Linked DNA regions of Gossypium hirsutum: region 1 is linked to region 2. Evidence: chromatin contacts called from public Hi-C data. All regions are on one chromosome and are shown on one strand. The core of a region is the stretch at or near the end of the contact, and the rest is flanking DNA. Distances in the headings are between cores, read along the strand shown. Region 1 has its middle 8.7 kb from the start of LOC107951280. Region 2 holds the start of LOC107950900.

What was found. A called contact is a pair of places that touch in the nucleus more often than the background predicts.
Region 1: a Hi-C map of leaf shows a contact between it and region 2, with 2.2 times the contacts expected there. The contact joins the enhancer-like site here to the promoter of LOC107950900 in region 2. A contact is called at or near these places in 7 of 34 Hi-C or Micro-C datasets (anther, callus, leaf and 1 more).

Annotation. Positions count from the first base shown.
Region 1 is chrA08:11,395,145-11,401,733 of Gossypium_hirsutum_v2.1, forward strand. No RefSeq gene overlaps it. Among protein-coding and RNA genes, the nearest start is that of LOC107951280, 8.7 kb to the right of the region's middle. Within about 2 kb of position 1,902, at least 5 of the 9 cell types and tissues checked have an H3K27ac peak or open chromatin away from gene starts, as enhancers often do. A contact at or near this core is called in leaf, where this site is marked.
Region 2 is chrA08:11,279,486-11,286,084 of Gossypium_hirsutum_v2.1, forward strand. LOC107950900 reads left to right here and starts at 4,901. Exons shown (of 16, transcript XR_001698261.2): 1 at 4,901-5,089; 2 at 5,247-5,324; 3 at 5,694-5,777; 4 at 5,885-6,058; 5 at 6,234-6,302; 6 at 6,406-6,532.

The DNA.
Region 1 (6,589 bases), core at 652-3,151, 110 kb after region 2:
ATTAACCCTCATTATTTACGTATTATGTAATTAAGTCATTACATACATGGGCATCCCTTCTTGGTTTACACCTTCCAAAAACACCCATACCATTCATTAACTGTCATTGACTAAGCAATGGAAAACTTTTGTGACCATTCTAAATTGGTATAATAAGAAATTTAATCATCTGACAGTTATACATTATATCAATTTGATCTTAATTTTTTTTTAAAAATTAACCCTCAATAAATTAAGCCATGACATACATTAGCATCCCTTCCTAATTTACACCTTCCAAAAACACCCATACCATTCATTCGACTCATTCCCTGATAATGTAAAGCTTAGTTGTGAAGGAAATTGTGACCTAATCAGGTTGACGCGACGACCATTGCAATTGTTCAATTTCAGCCAACATGTTAAACTATAGATGAAAAGTCCAAAATCAATGCAGAAGAATCATGTCGGTGATGCAAATATGGTAGTGTTAAGTCATATAGTTAGCAGGTGTTAGTTGGTTACGTAAGTCAGTAAGCAGTTTCAGATTTGTTCTACGAGGCTTATATAACTCGTTCCAAAGAATGAGAATGGTATTTTTTCATGTATTCATCAATGAAAAGTTAATCAATGATTCAGTTCTTTCTTCCTTTCAGTTGATTCTATTTCTTTAAGTTTGTGTTCATCGTTCTTACCTAGTTTCCTTCATGGTATCATTCGCTAGATGATCTTGGGATCTACGACCACTACTAATTTCACCGATTCCGTTGCGGTTGAGCCAAATCTTGTGTCATTCTCTGCTGATCGTATGATCATTTCCTTTCCTCGTCATGAGGTAATTAAGCTCACTGAGGAGACCTACATGCAATGGCAGTAGCAAGTCAAGTTGATACTTGACGGTTATGATCTTCTTGGTTTGTTAGATGGTACCTTACCTCCGCCAGCTAGATTTGTTCACTCTACAAATGGTTCACTAGTTCTGAATCCATCGGCTCAAGTTTTCAAACAATAGGACCGATTCTTGACCTCGTGGCTTCTTTCCACGATCAGTGCCTCTCTGCTTCCGTCGTTCACTGATGCTAAGTCCGCGTGTGATGTTTGAACCACGGCGATGGATCTTTTTGCGGTTGATACGAGGGCCAAACAATCGCGTCTTCGTCATGAACTTCATTCCCTCAAGAAAGGTAACATGTTTATTCACTCTTATGTTGCTCGGATTAAAAACCTTTGTGCTTTGTTGGATACTTCAGGCTCACGGATCTCAGAAGAGGAGAAGGTTGAGATCATGCTAGCCAGACTGCCGCCGAAGTTTGAGCCAGTCGTTTCCTCGGCCTCCTTGTCCGCTGGTCTTATTCTATTTCAACGCCTCGTCAACACCCTTGTAGAGTGCGAAAGTCGGCAATCTCGTATGGTCTAGGAGTTCTCTCTCCATGCGAATCTTGTTAAGCCTACGTCGTCCCCGGTCCTAGAGAGTGCCATTCGTGGTGGTCGTTCATCATCTCATGCTCGTGGGCGGTCGTTTCGGCCTAGAATTCAGTGCCAAATCTGTAGTCGATTTGGGCATCTCACACAACAGTGCTACTACCGTTATCACAGGGATTCTGACCCTCCATCGCTGCCTCCAGTGGTGCACCACGATGGTCAGAATGCTTCGCGTGTTTTCCGTGCTCCCGCGCCTCTGTTCTCTGGGGATGACTGAGTATCGCCGTTCGGAATAAGCACTGACGAATGGGTTTATCCTCACATGAAAATGCCTAAGTTTGTTACTATCCTAGTGCTGGTCAAAATCAGGTTTTTGTTGGTCAAAATTCACATTACCTTGGTCAAAATTCGGTGTATAAAGTGGATGATTCTCACTATGGTCAGCCTGCACGTGGGCCACCTGGGTTGTTGAATAATGAGCCCAGGCCTGTTGCTAATGCTCCACCTACTGTTGGGCCTGCGTTTGGACAAGTGACGCTTGATTTTTGGCAGCCACTTGGGGTGCCTTGGACATAGGCCGCCTACTCCCCTGCCCACTACTAATAATGTTCAAGTTGATCCTTCATGGGGCTTAGGTCCGAATGCTAGGCTGCTCGGTGGTGTCTCACTTTCGTGGTACACAAAACCCCGTGCTCGTGTGTGCTCGAGTTCTGATCCATGTATTGGGCTACCTCGTGTTGGTGATATCCATGCCTCCGATTTTTCTGACACTTCTGCTTCTGGATCTCATGTTAACACGGCACAAGTTGGTTCCAATGATGATGTAAATGGTTCCTATATTCCTATGCCTGTTGGTTCCATATCCTGGTATCTTGACTCGGGTGCTAGTCATCATGTCTACCGGGATGCAACGGTATTACATGACACCACGCCATACTCAGGTATGTCTTCTCTATTAATGGGTGATGGAACTCCTACTCAGATATTGTCGATCGGTAATGGTGTTTTACCCACCCCATCCAAATTGTTATATTTGTCCAGTGTTTTATGTGTGCCCAGTATACGAAAGAATCTTTTGTCGGTATCTCAATTTGCTAATGATAATGATATGTTTTTTTAGTTTCATCTTACATATTGGGTTGTTAAGGATATCAAAACCCAAGAAATCCTATTGAAGGGCCACATTCGTGATGAGTTATATCATTTTTCTGTGCCTGTTCATGCTCCGTTTGCTGTACACACGAAGGTTACTAATAATACTATAGATTGTTCTATGTTTGTTTGTGGCATAACCGTCTTGGTCACCCGTCTGCTTCTATTGTTCACACTATATTAGACAAATGTAATATCAAGCTTAATAAATGTTGTAATAGATGTATCTATACTGCATGTCAAAAAGGTAGATCTCATAAATTACCATTTCCTGTATCTAATACTACATATCAACCTTTTGAATTGGTTGTATCTGATCTTTGAGGACCCGGTGTTGTTGCTTGTGATAATAAATGGTCAAGACGCAGTTTAGCAGGCCCATCAAGCAGTTTCAGAGTGATTGGGGTGGAGAATACCGGGCTTTCACATCTATTCTGGCCTCTCAAGGGATTGTTCATCGTTTAACTTGCCCATATACTTCTAAACAAAATAGAGTTGCTGAACGAAAACATCGACACCTTGTGGAAATGGGCCTCACATTGTTGGCCCAAGCGAATCTGTCTATGGAATACTGGGGTTACGCGTTTTGCTGTGCAGTACATATTATCAATCACCTTCCTATTGCAGTTCTACATGGGCAGTCTCCCTTTCAGGCTTTGTATAGATGTGCTCCTTCGTATGATCATTTACGGGTTTTTGGTTGTTGTTGTTATCCTTACTTACGTTCGTATGAATCACATAAGCTGGAGTTTCTGTCACAACCTTCTATTTTTTTGGGTTACAGTTCTCAACACAAAGGGTATCAATGTTGTATTCCAAATGGTAAAATTTTTATTTTCAGACATGTTTTTTATGAGAGTAAATTTTTTTCCTCCAAATGACATCAACTGTTTAGATCGGGAGTTTGGTATATCCGTCTCCACCACTTTACCTCTTGTTCAGAGAGTATCTGCTCCTTTTGTAAACCCCTCCTCACAGTTCCTAAGTGTTTCCAATCCATCTTCCGCTGGAAGTGGGTTGTCTCCATCTGGCTCACCTCCGACTGGCTTGAGTTCTAATCCAGAGTCTTATCCTCAGACTGTTGATCCTGAATGTTTTACCCGGTCTGCTGAAAGTGTTCCTTTATTGTCTCCTGATTCCTTTACCGTGTTGGCCCTTGTCAACACTTATCCGATGGTAACTCGAGCTAAAGCAGGCATTTTCAAACCCAAAGCCATGGTTGCTGAAGTTATGGAACCATCCACAATCCTGGAGGCGTTTTCTACTGATGAGTGGCGCATTGCTGCTCAGGCAGAGTATGATGCTCTTATTCGTAACTCTACTTGGGAGCTTGTTCCTTTACCTTCAAATCGCAAAATTATTAGGTGCAAATGGTTGTTCAAGTTTAAGAGAAATCCTGATGGTACTATTTCCCGGCGTAAAGCCAGATTGGTTGCCAAGGGTTGTTCTCAAGTACTTGGGTGCGACTTCAATGAAACCTTCAGCCCAGTTGTTAAACTTGTAACTATTCACGTTATTCTATCAATTGCCGTGTCCAGAGGGTGGTCTCTTCGACAAGTAGATGTAAATAATGTTTTCTTAAATAGTAAGTTAGACACAGAGGTGTTTATGCAGCAACCCCCAGGATATGTTCAATATGATTCGACTGGTCAACCACTTGTGTGTCGTCTAAAGAAGGGGTTGTACGGTCTTCGTCAGGCACCTCGCGTCTAGTTTCAAAAGCTGAAGCAGTTTCTTGTGTCAATTGGGTTCGTGGTTTCCAAGTCTGATGTGTCCTTATTTATTCGTATTCAGTCTGACTCCACGCTTTATGTCCTGGTGTATGTAGATGATATCATTATCACAGGCAGCATGTCTATCACTATTGATTGGTTTGTTAAATTGCTCAATGATGAATTCTCTCTCAAGGATATGGGTGATCTTCACTATGTCATTGGGATTGAAGTCAGTCGGTCTTCCTCCGGGTGTCTCTATTTATGTGAGGCAAAGTATGTACGGGATATACTTGATTGAGCATCGATGAGTAGTGCGAAAAGTGTCCACACCCCGATGATGAGCTCATCTACCGTTAATAAAGACGATGGTGAGTGTTTAGCGGATCTTACTGAATACAGAAGTCTGGCTGGTGCTCTTTAGTACGTAGTTCTTACTCGCCCTGATATTGCTTATGCAGTAAATCGGATATGTCAATTTACGCATAACCCTACCAATGTTCATATGACTGCTCTAAAGCGCATTTTGCCATATCTTTGTGGTACTATTGACTTTGGAGTTATTGTCCGACCGTCTGCTCGGTTGTCTCTGAACGCTTATGCCGATGCCAACTGGGGGCTTGATTTTGATGATTGCCGGTCCACTTCAAGGTTCTGTATTTATTTGGGTTCTACTCCCGTGGTGTGGGGGTCTAAGAAACAACCGGTTGTTGCTCACTCTACAGTTGAGGCTGAATATCGGAATCTTGCGACCGCTACTACTGAAGTAGTTTGGCTGCTTTCGTTACTTCAAGAGCTGCATGTCAAGTCAGCCGGTACTCTTACTGTTTGGTGTGACAGTTCAGGTGCCGTAGCTATTGCAGCTAATCTCGTTCTACACTCTAAGTTCAAACATGTTGAGTTGGATCTGTTCTTTGTCCGTGAGAAAGTTGCAGATAAGTCCATTATAGTATGAGAGGTTCCAGCTTGTGATCAAGTAGCCGACATACTTACCAAACCACTTTCGGTGGCATCTTTTGCTCAGTTTCGGACTCTTCTTTGGGTTTTACCCACGGGAAAGCTGGGTGAATGTTAAGTCATATAGTTAGCAATTGCTAGTTAGTTACGTAAGTCAGTAAGCAGTTTTAGATTTTTTATACGAGGCTTATATAACTCGTTCCAAAGAATGAGAATGGTATTTTTTCATGTATTCATCAATGAGAAGTTAATCAATGATTTAGTTCTTTCTTCCTTTCAGTTGATTCTATTTCTTTAAGTTTGTGTCCATCGTTTTTACCTAGTTTCCTTCAGGTAGGAACTATGAAGAGCCCAAGAAACAGCGTTCACACTCTCTTGGTGTTTGCAACTCAACTGTTGACAATGTCAGAAACAAAAACCAACATTGTGTCATGGTGGTGGCTATTTGATTTTCTCTTAAATCTTGGTTTTTTTTCACAATGCTGGATAAATTAGTCATCTTTAAATTGTTAAAACCTTAGGATTTTAATTTTTAAATGTTTTTAATACATTTGAACCAATAAGGGAAGAGAAAAAGGTTTTACAAACACAATCATTTATATTTTATATCGATCAATTTGAAATTTACATGTAAGTTTATCACTGTACCAATGACAAGATTGATATATAAATAAATATTTATAAAAATAATTAAGATTAGAGGACCCCATAATCTTTAAAATAGCCCAACCGTAAGTACCAATTCCTTTAAAAACTATCCAAATTTATTATAAATAAAAGAAAATGCATCGTAATATCCTTAGATAACACTTTATACTATAATCCTTGTGACCAACCCACTGAAATGATTTTAAACTAATAAATAATAATCCTGTGTGTTTAAACTAGATGATGAGTTGTTTGTCTTCACCATGAAATGATAGATTTTTCAAATTTTCTTTTTGGGCTGGAGTCAACTCATTGGCATCAAAAGGAGAACAAAGAAAAATCAATGTGAAAGATGAGAAGATAAAATAAGATTTTAATCTATTGGTTTAAATGATTACCAAAAATTTTTGTCTTCTTGAAGGAAAAACTTGTCTTGTTTTTGGTCCATCAATCCACTGTGCTGCTCCTACATTGCCGGACCGAATCATATCTATGAAAAACTATAACATATCAGACAAAATTGCTGCAACTCAAATATCTAAAATATCAGGTTTTGTTAAAAAAGGGCTAACTATTATCACCCATAAAATTTTAGAACCAATGTCATGGAATGGTCCTCATCCTCACATATGCTTGTAAGGGAAGGTTAAAATGAAAGAGATCAAACCCAAGACAAATTTATGTGTCGTGTTTACCGGAAAAACTAGTGTGGCAGACTT
Region 2 (6,599 bases), core at 3,651-6,150:
TGCTGTTAGAGCAATAAAAAAACCCAAGTTAACTTTAAGTGACCAAAATATTTTATTTCAAAAAGTTTAGTGATTAAATAAAAAAATTAATAGTTTAGTGACCAAAATAGAACAAGGACAATAATTTAATGACATTTTTATAATTTACCCTAAAATTTAATTATATAACCTTTTTAATAGAACTAACCTTTAAAAAATATCTACCTTATACTACTTTTTATTTTTAACTAATAAATCTAAATTATATTATAATTATCACAACTTAAAAAAAAACCTACTATATACAATTCTTTTTAATTAATAAATCTAAGGAATAATATTTGGTACACTACTGGTAGAATTTTTAAATTTCACAAATAGGTCAAAGGGTTTATAAGTATCCTATAAATGTATAGTAAAATATTAAAAAGAATAAATAATAAAAAAGAAAAAGAGACACATTTTAATTAAGTCTTAGCTCAATTGACATCGACATTATTGCTAATGTAGGAGGACGTGGGTTCGAGTGCGCTAAAGTGTATTATCCTCTTATTTAAGTGTTGGAGAGGGGTTATGGATAGTTCTAGGCACTATATAAAAAAAAAAGATATGATACGAACTTATAATAAAATTATTATTCAAAAATATGAAAGAAACATATGGTAATTTTTTTAAAGCTAATACAATCAATGTACCAAATACTAGTCCTAAATCTAAATCTAAATTACATTATAATTATCACAAATTTTTATTATAACTATCATAATATATTTCTTTTTTCAACTTTTTTTAATTATATTAGAATTATCATTAAAAAAATTTAATATAACTATCGTAATCTACTTTAAAAAACTACCATTATCTATTTTTAAAGGTAATTTATTTATTTCTTTTTAATTTTATTATAATTACTTTTAAATGCGAATTTAGTAATATGATAGAAAGGGCATCCTTATCAATTTAATTAGTAATATGATTGAAAGGGCATTCTTATCAATTTTTTTTTTAAATTCACCAGCGAGCTTCAAACAAAAATTCGATGATCGGTATGGTGGATTAATACCCATCGATAAGTAGAAGAACACATCTTAGATCCAAGTTGATCTGACAGTTAGTGTTGATGGTAGGAGAAAAAAGTTGTTTGAATTTCTCTTTGCAAATTCGTGACTCCCAAAGTTATTTCATGAAAACAAATGAACTATAAAAGAGCAGGGGAAAGAGAGGTTTCAGTCGATGCAAACAATGCGAATAGAGAAAGCCATATAGCACTGATTTTAACAGTCTAATGACTTAAATGAAAACTTTCAAATAGTTCAATAATCAAATTGTTTTTCTGTTAAGTGACCGAAACGAAAACTTACCAATAATTTAGTGACTAATGATATAATTTACCCTATTTTTATCTATTACTATTATTTTAAAGGGTGAATATTTAGTACATTGATTTATATTTTTTATTCCACAAACAATCTTAAAAATTGAGCACATGTTTTTTTTTAAAATATTTTATTGTATCGTTATAGGAGACTCCTAATTTTCCCATTTAAAATCATATCATGTTTCCTCTCTTTTTTAAGTGTTACAATAAAGAAGTAATGACTAAATTACTCAAAAATGTCCTTTTGTTTTAATTACCAGAATAGGCCGATTTTTGGAATATTTACAAGTATAGGCCGATTTAAGGGAAACACTTGGAAGCGTTTCCCTCGTGTTATATTGGGGTTTTAGGGTTTTTAGTGTGTTAAAGTTTAGGGTTAGGGTTTTAAAGTTAGGATTTAAGGGTTAGGGTTTTAAGTTGATTACATTCTTAACATAATAATTGCAATTATTGAATTCGATATTTAAAATGTTTATATTTACACAAATCGTATGTGGTTGCCTGTATCGAGCGCTCTATTTAAGTTGTTACCTGATAGGTCTTACGTCACAAAATAAAAGGTCGACCAACATCAACTCGAATACTCGACAACATGGATTTTCGGAACAGGTCAAATCAACCAAGGAAGATGCAAACTAGAAAACAAATATCAATTCCATTATAAATGTAAACGCATGGTTCTGTGAAATGATAACAAATATCAACTTTCATTTTGTGAAATGGTAACAAATTACAACTTCAATTTTGTGAAATAATAACAAATATCAATCAGATTGTGCCACATCAGGGTTGTCGACGGTTGCGCGCTGGATTCCTTCTTGGTTCAGCCTTCGGGCAGGGTTGTGGTCTCAGTAGCTCTTCTTTTTCGCCTTCGTCAATTGTGATCCTTGCATTCTTGGTTGCCATCATGCATCCTCCAGTCTAGAAATGGTGGTTGGAAAGATGACCCAGCTTGGCAAAACAAAGATCCTAGAGGTGTTTGTGTCACAAATAGTGAATGAGCATAACTATGTTGAGTCCCATACATTGATGGGATAACGAGTGTACTCTCCGTCGGTGCCTGGAACATATAAGACCTATACATTATTGTCAATATTTTCATCGTCAAAGGTGCCGATGGCATAGGTGTGTAATACATCAGGGACGAATGTATTACACTCCAATTTGATATAGGACTAGAAGTAGAAAAATGTGGTGCAATATATGGTGCTTGTGTGAAGATTATAGGGTTAGAATACACAATAGAATAAGACAGTACATACTAACCGGTGGGTGGTATAGGCATCGATTCTGTGGTCGTCGGTGCTGGTTCTTACGTGGGCTCTAATAATGGACCTGCCTCGCCGGCCTTTGGATTTAAAGGGGGTCGTTGTGGCCTACTCATATGGGGATGCCAAGGCCTCGCTTCTTCTTCGTATAAATATGGTTTGCCATGGATCCTAGACCATGGCATGTACTTCGAATTGCATGCTAACTTCGAAATGATAATAGATTCACGAGTAGGTAAGAAATCATACCAATTATTCCACCTGTTGATATGTTGGGAGTGGAATACCAACCAATATCTCATCTGGCCACTGTAAGTTTATAGGATGCAGATCACTAAGGTCTTGAGGTGCCACAGGAATAGATTGTCGGAATCTAAACTGCCACAACACTCTATCAATCTTGTGCATCTTAATGGTAGCGTACACTACCAATGGGACCTTCACGAGCCAGATGTTGGGATTCACAAAGAATTCATCGGGGATGACTTCTCAAATTGTCGGATCCTCGTATGGTGTCCATTCAAACTATATTAACATGATAAAAACATTAACTATATATATACTACTAAATACGAAATAGACTACGTTAATATTATATAATTCAAATTTAAATAAAAAAATATCTCTGCTTCTAATCGCCGGTCTAATAGAAGCCGTATATCTTAAAGGTCAGTAGGTAATCCCACTTAACTTAGCCCATGGTTTCACCTATTTAAATAACTTGTCAGCATAATAATATTTATTTAAATAAATCTTATTATTAAAATGTCTACTAAATTTTATCTTGTTACGAGTGGGAATGTATACAAGTAGTTTGCTCGAGAACATAAAAATGAAAATTAGTACCGCATCCATGATTGCAATAGTAAAATCCAACTACCAATTTTGATTTTTCCTAGTTGTGTCGCTCGACATATCTCTCGGTACAATGTTACCAACACGACAAACCTCCAACTGAAGTTTCAACAACCATCTTAGATGGACGAGTGTTCATGACTTGTCCGGCATTAGGATACCCTTGATGATCTGAAGGATGTACGTCCAAGTGTGTCATTCTCTTTTGACTTCAGTCGAATCCTCATCCAGCGCGGCGAAAGTTGTTCTTATCCAAGCTATTTTGATCCGACCTCCGTAAATTGTTTCCGAAACTGAACCCAAAAGTTCACCACATATGCCTTGTCACTCACCAGACTAAACAGACCTGGTGACTACTGACCCATCTATGGTCAAACCCAACTGTAAATGCACGTCCTCTAGAGTGATAGTACACTCACCATATGGAAGATGAAATGTGTGCATCTCGGGTCTCCACCTCTCCACCAATGCGCCTACGAGTTTTGAGTCCAACTTACATCCCCGGCCTACAAGGGCCATGTGCCAAAACACTGGTTTCCCTTAAATATGTTCAATCGACGATGATGGAAGACTGAGTGGATTACGGATATAGCATTGAAAAATTCGATATTTCGCCTATTTACGTAAAAAATCAAAATATTAAGTTAATATATAACAATGAAATAAAAAATTAAACAAAAATTGAAATTTATTAAAATTTATTCTTACCATTTGCAATTGAATGACGAAAATGTACTTGTCATCATGATTGATTAGAGAATCGACCATTGCTAATTATATAGAACACGAATTAATTTAAAAAATATATTTTCAGAAAATATTAATAAAAAATCTAATAGAAAATATAATTTAGATTTTTGAAAAAAAATTGAAAATTTGAAAGAATTTTGAGAGTGGTTTGAGAAATTGAGAGAATTTTATGAGAAATGAGTAAGGGTGGGGGTTTTATAGTTTTTTTTTTACCATTGGAGAGGGGACAACAGCTATTTAAAATAGTCGTTGGAAAAGTATCCATTGAGGGGAAAACACTTCCAAAATAGTCGTTGGAAAAGTATCCATTGAGGGGAAAACGCTTCCAACTAGAAGTGTTTGGAAGCGTTTTACTAGTGACACACAAAAAGTACTTCCGGCTGAAATCGTTTTTCTAGATTTCACCTAAAAATACTTTCAGTCCTAAATCGGTCTATACCCATAAATATTTCAAAAATCAGCTTATTCTAGTAATTTTAAAAAAAATCAGCATTTTTTTAGTAATTTAATCAGAAGTCATGATTCGGCCCATTGATGTGTATTCTTTGGAAAGAAAGGGCCATCGAAAGTCTATGATAGACCTAGACCTGCTTTTTACAATCAAATGAAACTTAAGAAAGCCTTGTTGGGACTCTCTCAGGCCTCAACGCTCCAATGGTTCACTTCTCACTCAAATAAAATCCAAAGGCCGAACTACGAAATTCTTCAGGCTGAAAAGCTTTTTTTTTTTTTAACGTGAAAAGCTTGTTACAAATTAGTGAAAAAATAAATGGAAGACTCTGTACGACTCCAGAGCTTCGATCAACTCCCATCAGCTGCACAGTTCGCCTCTCAGATTGAATCTCGAAATGTTCCCGCCGTAATTTTTCTGTTTTCTCAACTTTTTGTTTCTTTTTTCCCTTTCTCTGTTCGTTTTTCGAGAAAAATTGGTCCGAACTTTTTTTTTCCTTTTGCTAATTTATATAAGCGGTAGTTGCTTCAATCTTAGTTCATTGATTTTTATTTCGTTTTGAAAGGTGTTCGTTGGATGCGTTAAGGACTGGAAAGCCGTTTCCAAGTGGAATCCTTCTAATGGAGGCCTCGGTTATCTGGAGGTTTGCTTATCCTTTTATAATTACTACAATTTTTATGCTCGCTTTTCGAGTCAAAATATTTTAAGTTGCTGGATTTTTAGTAAAATGGATAACGTTTTGGAAGTAAATAATATTTTTGTATATAATGTTGAAAGACATAATTATGCATTGAGTTTCAAATCTAGAAAAGTAGCACTAGTTTTACATTTGTTTTATTTACATCTGTGATAGTCTATTCAATAAGTTAATTAATAGGCAAGAGCTTGAATTAGTGCGTTATACATGTTGGATATGGTTTCTAGAGTTACATTTTTTTAGTGGAATTGTGCATTTTATATATTCAATTAAAGTATTTATTTTAGTATTTTTCTTGTTTGAGTATAACTTTAGGAACGGGTAGGATCATTCATGGTGGAGGCTATGTTATCTCAAACTGCACCGGTGTTTTACGGTGATCTTAGAAGCCATGAGAGGGTAATTCACTAATTCTCATGTTCTTCATACACTGAGGCTTGTGATACATTTTCTCTCTTGGGTGGATGCGAGAATTGTGATCAATTTGGTTTTGCATTTGTTTACAGGTTCCATTACCATTTTCCACTTTTATTGCCTTTTGTAAATGGCATAGGCAAAATGTCGGTAATTCTTGCAGTATTAATTCTAATTCACAAGGGCATCAACTTGAAGAATCTGACACAGAGCAAGGCTGTTCACCATTTGTAGATGCTGCTCCAAAACAAATCTACCTAGCACAGGTCGCTACTCAAAGTTCTGTGATCACTGACGTCTCTGTTAACATTTTTTTCTGCTTTTGCTTTGTTTATTTAATATGTTGAGACCAGATGGATTTCACTTTTCCTGTGTGTCCTTCATTTCAATTTTCTTTTTAAGCATGAATGTAATTGTTGAATTTTTATACTTCCGATTCAGATTCCAATTATAAATGCTGAGAATGAAGAGAGAGTTCAATTGGAAACTCTACAGGAGGACATTCAGTTGGTCTGCATATTTCTTTCTCAACTGCTTGTTATTACTAGTTAGTTCTCTAAAGAAGAACTAGTAATGCTAGGAAATTCTGATTGCAACTGCTTGATTTGCACAGCCTGCAATTTTGGAGGAAAAAAATCTTTCTTCAATTAATTTGTGGATGAACATTGCTCAAGCTAGATCAAGTGCTCACTATGACCCTCACCATAATCTTCTATGTATAATCACTGGAAGAAAACAAGGTGCATCTTCTGTTTTTACAAATTAAATATATAGATTTGTTAGTTTTTTTGTTTCTCTTGGTCAGCT